Linked DNA regions of Mus musculus: regions 2, 3, 4 and 5 are each linked to region 1. A link is a contact called in public Hi-C, HiCAR-type and HiChIP or PLAC-seq data. All regions are on one chromosome and are shown on one strand. The core of a region is the stretch at or near the end of the contact, and the rest is flanking DNA. Distances in the headings are between cores, read along the strand shown.

Region 1 (2,902 bases), core at 251-2,750:
AGGCAACTTTAAACTAAGAACAGAAAAGAGAAAGAAACCCTACAGTGTTATGATCACAGTTCCCAGGCACAACCCGTTAAACCAGCATTCAGCTATGAAGTTAAGTCATTCAGAAGAACACGATGAGCTTATGATTGTTGTAGAAACAGAGTCCAAGGCAAGCAGAGCACTTCCTGTGGGGCTTCAGCAAGCGATTGTGCACCGAGCATGCGCAGTGGGGCTTCTGCAAGCGCTTGTACACCGAGCATGCGCAGTGGGGCTTCAGCAAGCGATTGTACACCGAGCATGCACAGTTGTAAGCCACTGAAGACCAGGCTCTACATTATGGTGAATGTAGAAAGCATCAACGCTTAGGACAGCACTGGAGGATACACGTGGGTTTTATTCTGCAAGACCATGAGTAGCCGAGGTTAAAAGATGCCCTTCCTCAGCATGAGGAGACTCGCCACACAGTGTTAGAAGATGCAGATTAACTTTCCAGAAACATAGAGGGCCAGAAAACCAGGGTTGAAATGTAGAAATAAGCATTTAATTACAGGACGGGTAATTCAGACATTTGGACTTTATGTGATTGCAGACTTGTCACCTGTCTCTCTGTAATGTCACTTCCTTGGGACACATGAGTTAGTCAGTCAAGGTGAAGGTGGCAGATGCGGACTGTACAACTGTGCAGACGCTGTGACTTAGAGACCTTAAGTTCGGGACCGTGCCTGTGGGAGAGAAAACAACGTCATCTGAGGAACGGCTAACACAGCCTTGGAACCAATCCTGCCCCGTGGGAAGGGCAACACTCGGGCATCTCTGCTCCCCATTCACTGCTTCAGACATTTCCACACTGTGGAGCTCAGTCACTAAAGCAACAACTTGGTATTTCTTTCCAAAGCAAGACAAAGCAAAGAATGTAAAATAATTTTGTTAAAGATTTCACATGGCCTTTGGCTTGGCAAGCCAGGGTCTCATTTTGTTTGGACTCGAACTTGCTATTTTTCAGAGACTGGCTTTGAACTCCTGATACTCCTGCCTCACCTTCCAAGTGCGTGCCGCCACACCTGGCTGTCATATTTCCTTCTAGAGTAGCTTACTTGGGAGTTGGGGAGAGCTCAGTGAATAAGCTGCTTGCCTTGAAAGCACGGGGTTCTTGCCATTCGGGACTTACCTGAGAAGGGCCAGGCGTGGGGGCCTGTGCTTGTAATCCTACCATTGGGTAAATGGAGACAGGCTCTGTGGCCAGCCAGCCTAGCCCATCAGGAGGGCTCTAAGCCAGTGAAATACAGTGTCAATTAAAAAAAGAAGTGAGTGATGTACACCACACACACACACACACACACACACACACACACACCCCAGTGAAGAAAATGGGCTCGCTTATTTGTTTGTAACTAGGTCAAGCGTCCACTAGATGGCACTAAACCCCTACTTCCTAACTCCAATACTCCTAGGAACAGTTAATAAAAAAAACCACTAAAGTGCTGGAAGAGGACAGTCTTGGCGTCCCATGCTCTGAGAGTGAGGAGGCAGGAGGCCAGGATTGTCTGCAGCAGCAGCAGCTGTAAAGTTGAGTCTGAGGCCCACATAGAAGACACTTTCTAGAAAAAAAATAAATAAAAAGAAAAGAAACAAACACCAACTAAAACAAAACCCCAAAAGCAAAACAACAGCAGCTAGCTAGGGAAATGGCTCAGCTGGGAGATTGCTTAAGCAGATGACGGCTATCCCTGGGACCTGCAGTGTGGTTGGCGCTCCTCGCTCAGGTTGCCAAAGGGTCTGGTGCCCTCTTCTGGTCTCTACAAGTACTGCACCTGCATTCAGGAACCCACTTGTGCCCCCACCTTCACCCCCACCCCCAAAGGACTAGAAAGCAAGACTATGAGCGTGAATCATGGGCTTCTGTGATTTCAGTCTGTTTCCTTCTGTTGTGTGAGTGTAAGACTGCTGGCATCCTGCATCTGACTCGGTACAGTTAGCGAGACTCTTGTGGCGACCTGACTTTCTCTTCTGCACACTGCACTTTAATTGTGTGTTTTGATGAAGGCTACCTGTCGATATTGCCAGTAACCACTACATTCTCTCATCCACTCTCTCCACCTTGTGGACCCTGAATTTGATCTTGGCTATCTCACGGTCTTATAAATGCATGAAATATTCTTAGAACTCGGGTCATTTCCCCACAGTGACACCTCTCCTCCCCGGTTATAGGCATCACAACTTGGGAATCAAGATAAGCATATCTTTCCATGGCAGTTTCTACACTTAGATGCTGATGACTGTAAACATATAAGACTGATGTAAACATCATTCATTTAACAGCCTCTTTCGTGCGGCATGATCTTCCCTTTAGCTTAAAAGCCTCTGAGGTCCCGGGAAATCTTTCCTTCAGCATAAGAGCCTATCTGTGGAGTCGTTCTGTTTTGGCTCACACCTTTCTGTTTGCTGGAGGCAGGAGAGGAGATGTTGCAGTCTCTTGGGGTGTGGCTTGCATTCCTCAGACCTGTCACACATGGCTCTGTGTGACATTCCCGTCAGTAGCCCACATCTCATCTGTGAAGAATTAAGGATTAAGAACATTTCTCAGAAGGGGAATTGTGAAGTTAAATGAATGAACTCTCAAAAGCATTTTTAAAGAAACATCACACAAGAGGTTCTGCAAACTCAAATTAGTCCTACTTCTCTTACTTGTGGTGATCTCTCTCCCTTATCTCCTGATTAAAATTCAACCTGCCCTTTAATGGTTTCCTTGAACACCAGGAATAATTATTTTTTTTAATTTTATGCATATGAGTATACTGTACTGTATGTATGTCACTGTTTTCAGACACACCAGAAGAGGTCATCAGATCCCATTACAGATGGTTTGAGCCCCCATGTGGTTGCTGGGAACTGAACTCAGGACCTCTGGAAGAGC
Region 2 (2,902 bases), core at 182-2,681, 820 kb after region 1:
GGTTGTTGATGGATATGGGAAGGCCCAGACCACTGTGGGCAGTGTCTTCCCCAAGTAGATGGTCCTGGGTTGTATAAGAAAGTAGGCTGAATGGGTGAGAATCACAGCTGTGTGGCCCTTGTGCTGCTAATATTTCTCTTGTCAGGTTTGGAATCCCTCATTCTGAATAGGCTCCAGCATATATAAACCAACAGATATGCAGCATGTGAGCAAATAAAACGTTAAAAATAAGGAACTGATAAGGAAACATAAAGAAAGAATATATTCAAAAGGTCTCATTGACAAGTGGGCAAGAATGTCTTCTTTGGAAAAAAAATAGGTCCACTGCTACTAAATGACCAACTCTAAAAGTTCAATGATCTATTTTATGTGAAGTGTGTTTTGTTTGCTATTGTTTTTGTTTGTTGCTATTCTTGTTATGTTTTGAGACAGTTTCTCCTTTCCTCTAGCCAAGGTTAACCATGAATTCCTGGTTTTCCTGCTTTATTTTTATTTAAACTCTGAGATTATACATTTGTGCAACCACAGCTATCCTATCATTAAATAATGATTTTCTGTAAAAAAAAAAAAAAAAAAAAAAAAAAAAAAAAAAAAAAAAAAAAGAAAGTAGGCTGAGCAGGAGCCAGATGGAGCAAGTCAATAAGAAGTGTTTATCCATGGCTTCTGCTCCAAGCTCCTGCCTTGGCTTCCCTCCATAATGGGCTGTAATTTGTGAGCTGAAATTTCTTCCCCATCTTGCTTTTGGATATGGTGTTTGTCACTGCAACAGAAAGCATCTAGGGAAAGACTCAGCCCACTGCCTTTAATGCAGGTCTTGCTGTGAGGAGCATCATGTGTCTGCTAGTTTAGAAACTCTTTTACAAACAGATCTGCGGAGTCATTTTTGAAAAGCGTACGGGAGGGGAAGGGGCTGGCCCTCAGCAGGCGGGAGCCTACAGTTCAGTAAATGTGGGCTGACTGACAGTGGAAATAAAACCTGGGATCACAGACACCGGCAGACGTAGTCTCCTTAGGGAGCGCACAGGCCTTTGGCACTTGCAGAGCAGTGTGTGTTACAGCGAGGACTGCTAAGACCAGGTCCTAGAATTGTTAAGAAGCCATTAGAGAGATTCTAGATAGAGTGTCTGTCTAGAGAGAGTCTAGCTAGGACAATTCCAGGAGACCAGTGGCCTGCAGTGTTGGTAAGGACTGCTTGTGGAGGAGGGTTTTCTAATCAGCTTGCCAGCAGCAAATACAGCCGTAAAATGGGAAGTAAGAAGTTACGCCTTGTAGAGTCCAGTGATGCTCCTCCCTGGGGGCCCATACCTCAGTCCTGAGCTTTCTCAGCAAACCTGGGGCTGACAGACCACTCACTCCTGGAGTGGCCCCAGCTGGCTGGCAGTGCATGAGGGACAGAGGGCAGACCGCGCCCACAGTTTGGGCTTAGTGAGCCTCTCCCAGAGATAGGGAACTCTGCCACACAGTTCCCTACCGAATTCCATCTTTCAATTCTATCAATCCTAATGACTGGGAGGAAAGCATTCCTGAAGAGATCGACCCATCTCTTTTCTTTCCAGGAAACACTAATCTAGGGGACACTACCGCAAAGGCATGAGGGTCATTTAGAGAATGTAAGGCTAACTTTTTCCTGGCAAAACAATTCTTCATACATAACTGTAGGGTTAAATGCCTGAGAAATTACATGATGTTAGGTATATGTTTTATGAATTTTAGCCAACCTCTTCTAAGAAATAGACCATTTTAAGGGTTAGTGCACAGCAGTCATTATCTGCATATCATGTTGAAACCCACAAAGCAAACATGTAATCTGGTTGGGTCACTCACACAAATACAACTACTGTTGCCAGTTAGGGGAAGTCTTACAACCAAAGCCAGAGAGAAGAACAGATTGAAACAATGTGTTTTCCTAGGGAAAAAAGGGGATTAGGTCCTTTGATCTACTGGAGCAGTCTCCCAGATCAACAGGGGTAGAATTGATTTGGTCTGTAAAGCTAGAAGATTAACTTCAGAGAAAGGCATGCTGGGACGTTTCCATATTCCGTTGGCTTTTTCATTTATGTTTTTCCTAATTTTCTGGGGAGGTGGGCACTACAGCTTCATTCCTCATCTAGAAAAACAAAACATCCCCTAACCTACACCGTGACCCTGACCAACAGCCTGCAGAGGTGAAAGAGCTCTCAGGATGGGGCCAGTTGTGCTTCAAAGCGGACCCAGTGTCCACCCTAGTCCAACAGACTGAGATGTCTTGTAATCAGTCATTTCCCTGGAACCTTAAACAACAAAAGGTAGCTCTCTCCTTCCTCCTGTCAGTCTGGTTTTCTCTCAGGATGGAAGGTCTCCAGGGCTCTTCCTCCTCCTTGCTGTGCCTATCTCAGAGGTGGCTCTTACAGGGGTCCTCGCAGGGTGTTGTATTAGAACTGAGTTATGGAGACTCCGTGTTAGGTCTGGGATGGAGTGTGTGCCAAATGGTGTCCTTCCCTCAGTCTATGTGATTTATTGCTTGCATTTTGCATATAAAATGCTTGTTTTTCTGAAACACAGATGGGTCTTCCTGCCTGCCTGCCAAGGAGCTGGTTCCCAGCTCAGCCTCACAATTTAGGCTGCCACCTTCCTCTTCATTGGTTTGTTTGTTTGAGACAGAGTCTCTTTCTGCCCAGGTAGGCCTCCAATTTGCTACGTAGCTGAGGCTGGCTTTGAACTCCTGACCGTCCTGCTTCTACCTTCCAAGCACTGGGATTGCAGGTGCCTTCGTTTGCTTCTGTTGCTGGGATAAACACCGCAGCCAAAGCAGCCTGGGGGAGGAAAGGGTTTACTTGACTTCCAGGTCCTGACCACAGTCTATCACTGAGGGAGGTCAGGCAGGAGCGCAAGCAGGAGCAGACTCAGGAACCGTCACGGGACA
Region 3 (2,902 bases), core at 165-2,664, 640 kb after region 1:
GGAATTCAGTTGTTTCTTTAAAGACCACTTAATGGCCCAGAGTGCTCTTCTCACCCTCCTTCCCTGCTGCCCAGAGCTCCCTGCAACAGCACAGGAATTGCCTGTACAGTTAGTTACCAGTTTGGCATTTGGAAAACTGCCTAAAGTGAGGGCTAAAAATGCTGAAGGAGACCTGGAGAGTTAGTTTTAGAGAATAAAAACAAAACCCTGCCACACTTCTCCTTGGGAGAACGAATGAGCCCCTGGCTCCTTGAGAAGGGAACGCCTGGCAGCACCGAGCACTCCATTGCCTAATGCTTGGAGAATGTGAGGCGCGAGGGAGTCAGAGAAGCCTTGGCTACAGGACGAGAGCTGACGCAGTCCGTGTCTGCCACACTCACACTGTGCCCTTCACAGATGTCTCTGCATCTATTTATAGGACGTTTAGGGCCAGGCCAGTTACTGTCCGCCATATTACCATTCTCATAACAGACTCATACACAAACTATCTTTTTTATGAATAAAAGACACTCCCACCCCTCATCTCTCAACAAAACTCAACTCTTAAAAGTCTTAGTCACAAAATTACATGAAATAGTAAATAAGAAGTAGTACAATAAGAAATTGTAGCGCCCAGGTACAATACAAGATTGGAAAAAATATGTATGTCCCAATGACAGAAGAAAACGTGAGCCTCAGGCGCCTGTCTATGGCTAGCTCCAGCCGCAAGGCCACCCTTTCCAGAAGTCAGGGACTGACTAGAACTTCATAGTTGTTTCACAAATGTCATTGATTTCCTGGTTTTTAAAAAGGTATTAGTTTCGAATATTTACTGTGTGTGTGTGTGTGTGTGTGCACATGCGTGCTTGCGTGTGAGTGCACTCAAGTGTGTGTGTTTACATATGCCTTGGAGGGTGAGTGTAAGTCACAAGACAACTGACTGACAGCAGTTGGTTCTCTCCATCTAAAATATGAGTCCCGGGGATTGAACTTGGGTCTCCAGGCTTTGTGGCAAGCATCTTTGCTTACTGGGCCATCTCACCTGCCCCTGGTTATTTTTTAAACACTGTTATCATTGCAACACTAAGGTACAGTACTGCCTGTGTCCAATTGTTAAAGAAGAATAGCAGGCTCTAAAGCATCATGGGATTCCTGTGTCCTGTGTGGTGCCAGACATCAGAGGAAGCCTTTCTTCCACAAGCCCCACTGACACTCCCCTCCAGGAGATGAAGTGACTTGATAGGTTCAAAATGCCAAGGAAGGTCAAAGAAAACTGGAATTAGAACCACATGGGAAGAGACTATCACGCGGGAAGCAACTGACGACATAAACTAACACCCACCCTAACTTGGCCGCACAGGCTCTGAAGCTCCCTGGATCCACTGTCCATGGAAAACAGTTTTCTTACCCAAAGCAAACTCTTCCCACACACCTCCTCCTTTTTGAAGCTTCCTCTGTTTTTAGTATTGTTTTCAAGAAAACTTGCCCAAGTGGGAAGTGAGCCGTTGGAGAATTTCTAAAACTTACATCATCTTTTTTTTTTTTTTTTGTTTACAACCAGCTCATTACCAGAGCCAGGCATTTAAAATCCAAAGAGATCTATCTCCTTAAACACATGCTCAGATTAGCAGGGCTCCATTGTGAAATTCTGACCAAGTCCAGGCTGTCTGGGATGGAGCAGGTGCCATGGGAATGTGCTTTAACACATAGCCCTGGGCATCTTTCTTCCAGTTCCTGGAAGAGTCAGCCATCTCCCCTGTGATCACCCGAACTGTCCTACCTTCCCCGCCCACTGCTCTCCTCAGCCATCCACTTCCCAGACACAAACAGAAAGATCAAATCCCACCATGCCACTGCGTCTCAGTCTTTCTGTAACAACTGCACTGATAACACTTCTCCAAGACAAATGAAGGCCTGGCAACTGTGTGACTGTAAGAAATAAGAAAGCAAAGAGGAGGACCCCAGGAAACGTAGGGCGCAGTGCGTCTCCCATGAGTCTTTCACAATAGGACACTGTCTAAGCTCTTTCCCACTTCCTTTCCGGGAGCCACCAAAGAGGATGCATCAGCCAACCAGAAGCTTCCTTGCCTCCAGTTCTACTCCACGTTAGCATCCCATGCTCAGGCTCCACCAACTCTCTGTAGTGGCCAAACACCACCTCACACACCAGTAGGCAAGTCAATGTCTTCCTGCCAACCATGGAAAGAATTATCCTCACTGCTACAAATAAGCATAGTGCTCACCCCTCGGCAAAGGAGCTTCTTTTTGTAAGAGATGTGGACTACTTTAGAGATCTACAACTGGTTAAAATGTAGAGAGCAAGTGACTATGGGGACCCTGGCTGGGACAGTACACCTACAACACAACCCACACCTGGGATGGTACACTTACAACACAATCCATACCTGAGATGGTACACCTATAACTCAACTCCATACTTGGGGCTCAGTAAACATCATAGAAGAGGAAAGATTTCTACAGTGTGAGAAGATTTAAAATCTTAAAGAGCCAGACCAAGACACCTGCTGTGATCCTCCCCCGACACATACACACACACACACACACACACACACACGGTCTATATAACTGAACAATGAAAACAACCAGTTGGCATACCAATGTGGACAAGGGAAATGTCACAAGCCCCAATACTAGATGAAGAGCTGCAGGCAATCACTGGCTGCTAAGAGGGGGGGAATCAGTCTTCTCTGGGGACCAGCCCCTGACAGATACCCAACTTCAACCCAAAACAAACACATATACATAAACAATGCACACTAAAGGGACTCAGCAGGTGTGTGTGTGTGTGTGTGTATGAAACAATAATAATTAAAGAATAAGAGACCATAGATTTGAGAGGGAGTTGGGGAACATAACATGAAAGGAGACAGAGAGAGGACAGAAGGGGATAGAAATGACTCAA
Region 4 (2,902 bases), core at 110-2,609, 620 kb after region 1:
TATTTCTACAAAACACTATTAAAATACTGAAAACACACTTAGGAAGTTACTATGTCTTAGGTATCAGAGGAGTGGCTAATGGTCCAGTAACATAGTAAGTATGTCCTGGCATCTGGGATGACCACCTTTTTGTGGTATTATGGGTTGTATTTTATAATACACAGCTGATCCTGATAACCACCCATGCTTCATGAGGAGGAAATGCATTCTTGAGGTTTTGTTCCAGGCTCAACTCCAGAGCTACTTACCTACTGGAACTGAATTTTAGAGAAAATTCAAATTCAGAATCACCACTAGCTTTTAAAAGAAATATTTCTCACTCAAATGATGCTTTTCTATTGCAAGCAGCTACCATGGGAGTTTCTGTTTCTCAATGACAGCCTGGAATTTTGCGATGGGGTCAGTACTGTTCCATGAGAGTTGCAGTCTGCACAGACAATCTGTGTGTGAAAAACACCCAATGCTGTATCTTACCTAGACAGGTAAATTTTAAAAGCCAGTTCCTGAACCCTGCTAGAGCTTTCTTAAAACAGAAATAAAGTGTAAGCATGTGGGCCCTGAGTCCCCCTCTAGGACTGTGAAATGGAAACAATGTGGATATATATTTCCACAGAAATGTCTTAGACCCCATGGCTTTTAATCAAAGATGTTTTTCTCATCTTTTGAATAAGACAATCTTTTAATCACAGGGAAAAACTAAGAATGATTTTAACATTAAGTATAAACCACCCATACCACTGACCTTCATTCTCACAAAAGGATGAGCCATTCACACATTCTATAGGATAATCTGTAACCCACAGGCAATGCTGCCCTTTACTTTGTTGCTACTTGAATTTATTTTCATCTCTGTTTTCAGCAGTCTGGGCCTCCTTGTAAGTTACTAACACCGCTCATTTAAAAAGTGAGCCACAAGAAATTAGACATTGAAAGACTGATGTGAGCCCACAACTGCCAGACAACCAGGCTGCATTAATGGCACACCAACCAAGCTGAGGATGCCGCCCGGTACCTGCCAGACAGCTGGGGCAGACAGGCTGCAGCTAGAGTATGAATCAGACAGTGTAGCTCTCTAGTCAACAGGTAAAACAAACAAACCAACAAACATGTTAAGTTATTGAGGTTTAAGGATTTATCACTAAACAGGAGTGCCAGCTGAATACTACCTGGGGTCTGGAGTTAAGGCTGACTATGCATGCAGGGCATGTGTGGTAGTAACAAGAGATACAGCCGGTAAACATGTAGCCAGAGACATTCACGGATGTGGAATGTGTGCCTGACACAGTCTGAAGTGAGGGGACATTAAGCAGAGGTGACCTGAGCTTTTTTGTTACTTTGGGGCTTATGGTTTTAGCCACCAGAGGTCACTCTTCCCTATTAGAAAGATGCAAGACAACACTGGCAAGGCTCTCCCAGCCGCTGGTTAGAGGAATGAAAGATGTGAGGGTAGATCTCCCCACCCCTTACCGCAGGCAGCAGAGAGCAGAAGACAGGAACCAGCACCAGAGACTAACAGACTTAAGTCCATCACTGAGGGCAGAGGAGAGGCTGTGGAATACTTTCCTGGCAATAGAGATCTGTGGAATAGCTGCCAAGCTAGTAAGATGTAAGGCAGAGTTGGAAGGGCTATCCAGAGTTCTTACTGTATAAATATGGCCACTCCCAGGCATTCCTCAGCTAAAGACTGCAGTGATGTTTAATATTGCTTCATAGAAGTGTAAAGTAGCCAGGGCTGCTTCAGGGCTCCACATATATGAAACCAAATAGAAGGAAGAGCCTGCACTGGTGGGCACTGGTGGGCACTGGTGGGCACTGGTGGGCACTGGTGGTGTGATTCAGAGCACAGGAGTGTGGGATGTAAGCTGAGACAATTCACATTTCTGAAAGCAGCCTGAGTTGAATAGCTAAACCCCATCTCAAAACCAAACCAAAGCAAAACAAAAGCCAGCTTAGTCTATCACTGCGCCTTCAGCCAAATATCCCACCCATCTTACGAAGGGTGAGACAAGTCTACTGCACTGTTTCAGGGGAGGCCTAGATCTGGCTGCAAGCAGGAAGCTCAAGGACGATCTACAGTGCTTCTCGATGACAAGGAACAATTCAGGAAAGACGCCTTGGTTAGCAAGGGGTTTAACCCTGACAACAGTTCCTTGTTTCACCACAAAAACATAAAGAAGGAGTGTGATAGAGAGCGAGCCGTTTCTTCATGAAGCCCTGTTTGGAGTATTGTATCCGGGACATTGACAAGGGTATTGCACATCAGTGTAACCTTGGATTCCTAAAACAACTTCCTCTACTGCAAAAGTAAAGTATGTTCACTGAAAACATCCAGAAAGTAGGAGAGGCTTTGAGGAAATAAAATCATTGCTGACTTGGGGAATGGAGCAGAGTGCAGCACGAACACTTTAAACACACAATTCCCATTGACAGTTCTGCCTCATAATTTATCTCCATCTCTCCTCAGATAACACAGCTGACAGTGTCACCAAGAACTGTGTGCTGCAGGCTGTGCCTCCTGTGTGCCCTTCCCTCACGTTTCCTGAAGTATCTTCCTCTTGGGATGACCCCACAGCATCAATGTTCTGGCCTCTCCTCTGTGCTCTCCTGTCCTGACTGCTCATCCCTCCTCCTATGCCTTCTCCCATCTGTCTGGTCCTCCCCAGCCTCCACTTGAGGATGCTCCCTCAAGGGTTAAGCATGTCTACAGAATCGCCAGGTCTACTTGCCTCTGTCCTTCCTTCTGGTGGCTTCCACTACTAGGGATGTGGTCGCTGATAGGGATGTGGCTGATAAACCTTAATTGATGTACAATAGGTCCTTGATAAAAGTTAGATTTATACTAATGATTAATGGCTTATAAATCTGATTTCCAGGAAGTTCTCTGCTCCAAGGCCGTCAGAAC
Region 5 (2,902 bases), core at 265-2,764, 550 kb after region 1:
TGGGAGATGCAGTTGTATTGTTGTGTAATGATATTGTGGTAGAGAAGGGAGACTGCACCTCACCGTCCGGTCTGCCCTGCCTCCTGTGGGCATGTGTTCCAAGCAGACACAGCACAAACAAGCATACCCCATGGTGACTTCTGTCTCTTCTGTGAAGGTGACCAGTTCTCACTCAGTGACAGAAGAGAAGACAGGCATTCTAAGGACTACTTTTTCAAAAAAAAAAAAAAAAAAAAAAAAAAAACCAACCCATGAGATGGAACTCTTAAGAAATCAGTTCTGAAGTCCTTAACAGTCCTCCATTCTCTTGCCCCCTCACTTTGGAGGCACCCAGAAATGTGCGCCTGAGGGTTTTCGAATTTACACATGATCTGGCTCCTGTTTGTCCCCCTCTGCCCCTGCGGCCCTCACTCTGCTAAAGAGCTTTCTGACTAAAGGGATCCGGAACTAAACAATTTAGAACTGGGGAAAGGATTTGAGCCCGTGGGAAAGATAAGAAAGACTTGACTTTTTGTTTTCTCGCTGTGTGTGTGTGTGTGTGTGTGTGTGTGTGTGTATGCGCGCGTGTACGCAGTGCCCCCAGAGGGCCAGAAAAGGGCACTGGATCCCCTGGAGCTGGAGTTATGGGTGGTTGTGAGCCACCCAGCCTGAGGGTTGGGAACTGAACCCCGAGTTAAGAGCACATATACCATTTGTATACCGTTGTGTGGCTGCTTGTTTTTTTGATGTTTGTTATCTTGTTATTCTAATGTAGGCTGGATTCAAACTCCCATAAGACTAAAACTGCTGAACTACTTGGCTAAAATGTTAAACATGCCTACTCCTGTTACATACATCCCATCAGCATAATATGTCTGTCTGTCTGTCTGTCTTTGAGGTGATGAGGATTGAGCTCTGAGCCTGAGTTACCCTAGGCAAGCACTGGTCACTTACCAGCCCCCTGCAGTTTTTATATAGGGTATTTTGGGTGAACTTTAGCTGGGGTTTGATTTCCAGGCCCTTTCCATTCCAGGCCGATTTCCTTAGGAACAGACGTGGTCCTCATGCAGTCCCGTGGTAAAAATCTACCTCCCCGTGTGGCTACCCAGTGCCTCACAGGGCCCAACAGTAGTAGCTCTGCCTGAACCCCCCTCTCAGAGGCCTGAGTTGCTCTGTGCATCAGAAACCCTCCGAAACCAAGGCGTTACCCAGACTCCAGATACAATAGGATAACTAGGGGGTGGAGGTGGAGGTGGAGGTGGAGGTGAGGGGCAGGGCTCCATTTTCATGCCTGAACCATCTGGAGCAATACTATAAAGCAGCTGTGTAAACTTCACGTGACCTGACAGAGACACCTAATTGTATGAGCTCACACCCGTAGGTTCTCTGCAGACACACTGAGTGTAATACCACACTGCTGAGCGCTGGGTTTGCTCATTCATTGGAAAGCTGGTCAGAAAGAGCACAATGGTCTCAGCCTTTGGAGCAGCAAGGAGCTTGTCTGGGCAGGGAGACGCCTTCTCAGGTTGCCTAGCGACAAGGCTGGAGATGATGTCATCCCCCCCCCCCCAGTCCCCCACCCCGGATTCACAGTACAGCGGGCTCTGTGGGCCTTGAAAGGTCGCGTGCTTTCACACGTGTCACTGCGCACGCTGAGCCGCACGTGAGATGGGGGCGGGGCGGGGCCCAGTGCGCTTGCGCGGGCCTTTGAGACTCAGGCTTCTGCAGCTGATGACGCTGCAGTTTTTCAGCCTTCCTGGCTGGCGGAACCTGGAGTAAATCCTGCAGCCTGGGCATCCCTTGAACCGGGCCTCACGTGCAGATTAGTAAGGCAGATTCCTCCTAATGAGGGAGTTGGGGGGTATAATTAGTGCATTTTGACTGATGGGTAAATAAACTCGGGCTAAAGGAGGGGTTATTTTGTTTTGTTTAAATTATAGAGTTATTTAACAATCCCTCCAAGAAAAATTGTCTGCTCTCAGACTTTGGCCTTTTGAAGTGACCATATTCTTTGGTTGTATAACATTTCCTGCAACACATTTATAAATGCTCCAAAATGAATGAATTGGAGGTGTTGGGGGGAGGGTTAATGCATTTTATATAACCCTCCCCAGGATGCTGCAAAGCTATTTTAACATCATCACCCCCTTGCAAATTAGGATTCAGTCATGTGATGGGAAATGATCTCAGGTAATAGTGCTATCTGGACAAGTCAGGTACTGCTGTAGTCTGAAGGACACAAGATTGCCACCCTAGAGACAGACATTAACAAAGCAGGGGGCTTGGAGTTTGCTTTTAATGATCTATATGCATGATTTTCTGTAGTTGAATTTGAAAACCCCCCACCCCTCTTAAGCTGCTGGCCTAAAATGGTTAACATGAAGTAGTAAAACCACAGAGGCTTTCTAACCTTGAGTCAGCGAACATGTTTAATTCCGGTGTCAGACACAGTCCTGACCCATACAAACCTGATCCCTCCTGGTGTTGACAGCTGAGTCCCTCAGGTTTCCTGGCTTTGCCAATCAATTGCTATTTTTGCCAGTTAGTAGCCATGCCCTCTGTCTGCCTGCGATTTTTTTTTAACCTGACTCTTATGAAGACGACAAGCCGATGGTGCAGTCTGTCTAGCTACTCCATCCATGCTCTGGCCCTGGCTGCCTTGTCTCCCCTCTGTCCTGCCTGTGCCTGAGGACATCTCCTGCCCACAGAGTCTCCACTTGCCAGTTCTTTGGCCTGCCACACACACCTCTGCCCTCTCTCACCAAAGCACATACATTTAACATCTTCCCTGCCTTCTGTTTTTATTCAAATGCCACTCTGCCTGGACCTTTCTTAAGCTGCAGCAGACAAGTAAACCAGCCGAGCCGGGACTTAAGCTTGCTTTTCTTCCTAGCCTGGATCACCTTGAACACGGCCTGTGCTC

The links. Hi-C and Micro-C count contacts between places; a contact is called where the count stands out from the background. HiCAR-type assays count read pairs that join an accessible place to other places. HiChIP or PLAC-seq counts read pairs in DNA pulled down with a chosen protein or histone mark.
Region 2: a Hi-C map of the N1E-115 cell line shows a contact between it and region 1, with 6 times the contacts expected there. The contact joins two enhancer-like sites.
Region 3: an H3K4me3 HiChIP or PLAC-seq map of bone marrow-derived macrophages shows a contact between it and region 1, with 5 times the contacts expected there. The contact joins two enhancer-like sites. A contact is called at or near these places in 1 of 15 datasets of contacts at CTCF or cohesin (the NIH/3T3 cell line), 2 of 484 Hi-C or Micro-C datasets (the N1E-115 cell line and adipose-derived mesenchymal stem cells) and 1 of 115 datasets of contacts at active chromatin or transcription factors (bone marrow-derived macrophages).
Region 4: a contact with region 1 is called in a Hi-C map of bone marrow-derived macrophages, with 15 read pairs. The contact joins two enhancer-like sites. A contact is called at or near these places in 1 of 484 Hi-C or Micro-C datasets (bone marrow-derived macrophages) and 1 of 115 datasets of contacts at active chromatin or transcription factors (astrocytes).
Region 5: a HiCAR-type map of astrocytes shows a contact between it and region 1, with 5 times the contacts expected there. The contact joins two enhancer-like sites. A contact is called at or near these places in 7 of 39 promoter capture datasets (the 3T3-L1 cell line, the C10 cell line, embryonic stem cells and 3 more), 7 of 484 Hi-C or Micro-C datasets (cerebral cortex, cortical glia, cortical neurons and 4 more), 16 of 115 datasets of contacts at active chromatin or transcription factors (SST interneurons, VIP interneurons, astrocytes and 13 more) and 4 of 9 other capture datasets (embryonic tail, embryonic trunk, liver and 1 more).

The regions. Positions count from the first base shown.
Region 1 is chr6:146,408,894-146,411,795 of GRCm38.p6, reverse strand. All of the region lies in intron 9 of Itpr2 (inositol 1,4,5-triphosphate receptor 2), which reads left to right. Among named protein-coding and RNA genes, the nearest start is that of Itpr2, 92 kb to the left of the region's middle. Within about 2 kb of position 1,500, at least 171 of the 459 cell types and tissues checked have an H3K27ac peak or open chromatin away from gene starts, as enhancers often do. A contact at or near this core is called in the N1E-115 cell line, the NIH/3T3 cell line, astrocytes and 9 more, where this site is marked.
Region 2 is chr6:145,590,705-145,593,606 of GRCm38.p6, reverse strand. All of the region lies in intron 1 of Gm38475 (a long non-coding RNA gene), which reads left to right. Among named protein-coding and RNA genes, the nearest start is that of Gm38475, 22 kb to the left of the region's middle. Within about 2 kb of position 1,431, at least 29 of the 459 cell types and tissues checked have an H3K27ac peak or open chromatin away from gene starts, as enhancers often do. A contact at or near this core is called in the N1E-115 cell line, where this site is marked.
Region 3 is chr6:145,766,288-145,769,189 of GRCm38.p6, reverse strand. The region is part of intron 1 of Rassf8 (Ras association (RalGDS/AF-6) domain family (N-terminal) member 8); the gene reads right to left. Among named protein-coding and RNA genes, the nearest start is that of Gm15704, 19 kb to the right of the region's middle. Within about 2 kb of position 1,414, at least 132 of the 459 cell types and tissues checked have an H3K27ac peak or open chromatin away from gene starts, as enhancers often do. A contact at or near this core is called in the N1E-115 cell line, the NIH/3T3 cell line and bone marrow-derived macrophages, where this site is marked.
Region 4 is chr6:145,791,923-145,794,824 of GRCm38.p6, reverse strand. The region is part of intron 1 of Rassf8 (Ras association (RalGDS/AF-6) domain family (N-terminal) member 8); the gene reads right to left. Among named protein-coding and RNA genes, the nearest start is that of Gm15704, 45 kb to the right of the region's middle. Within about 2 kb of position 1,359, at least 58 of the 459 cell types and tissues checked have an H3K27ac peak or open chromatin away from gene starts, as enhancers often do. A contact at or near this core is called in astrocytes and bone marrow-derived macrophages, where this site is marked.
Region 5 is chr6:145,854,608-145,857,509 of GRCm38.p6, reverse strand. No RefSeq gene overlaps it. Among named protein-coding and RNA genes, the nearest start is that of Bhlhe41, 9.4 kb to the left of the region's middle. RefSeq lists an enhancer at 464-2,464. Within about 2 kb of position 1,514, at least 277 of the 459 cell types and tissues checked have an H3K27ac peak or open chromatin away from gene starts, as enhancers often do. A contact at or near this core is called in astrocytes, bone marrow-derived macrophages, cerebral cortex and 7 more, where this site is marked.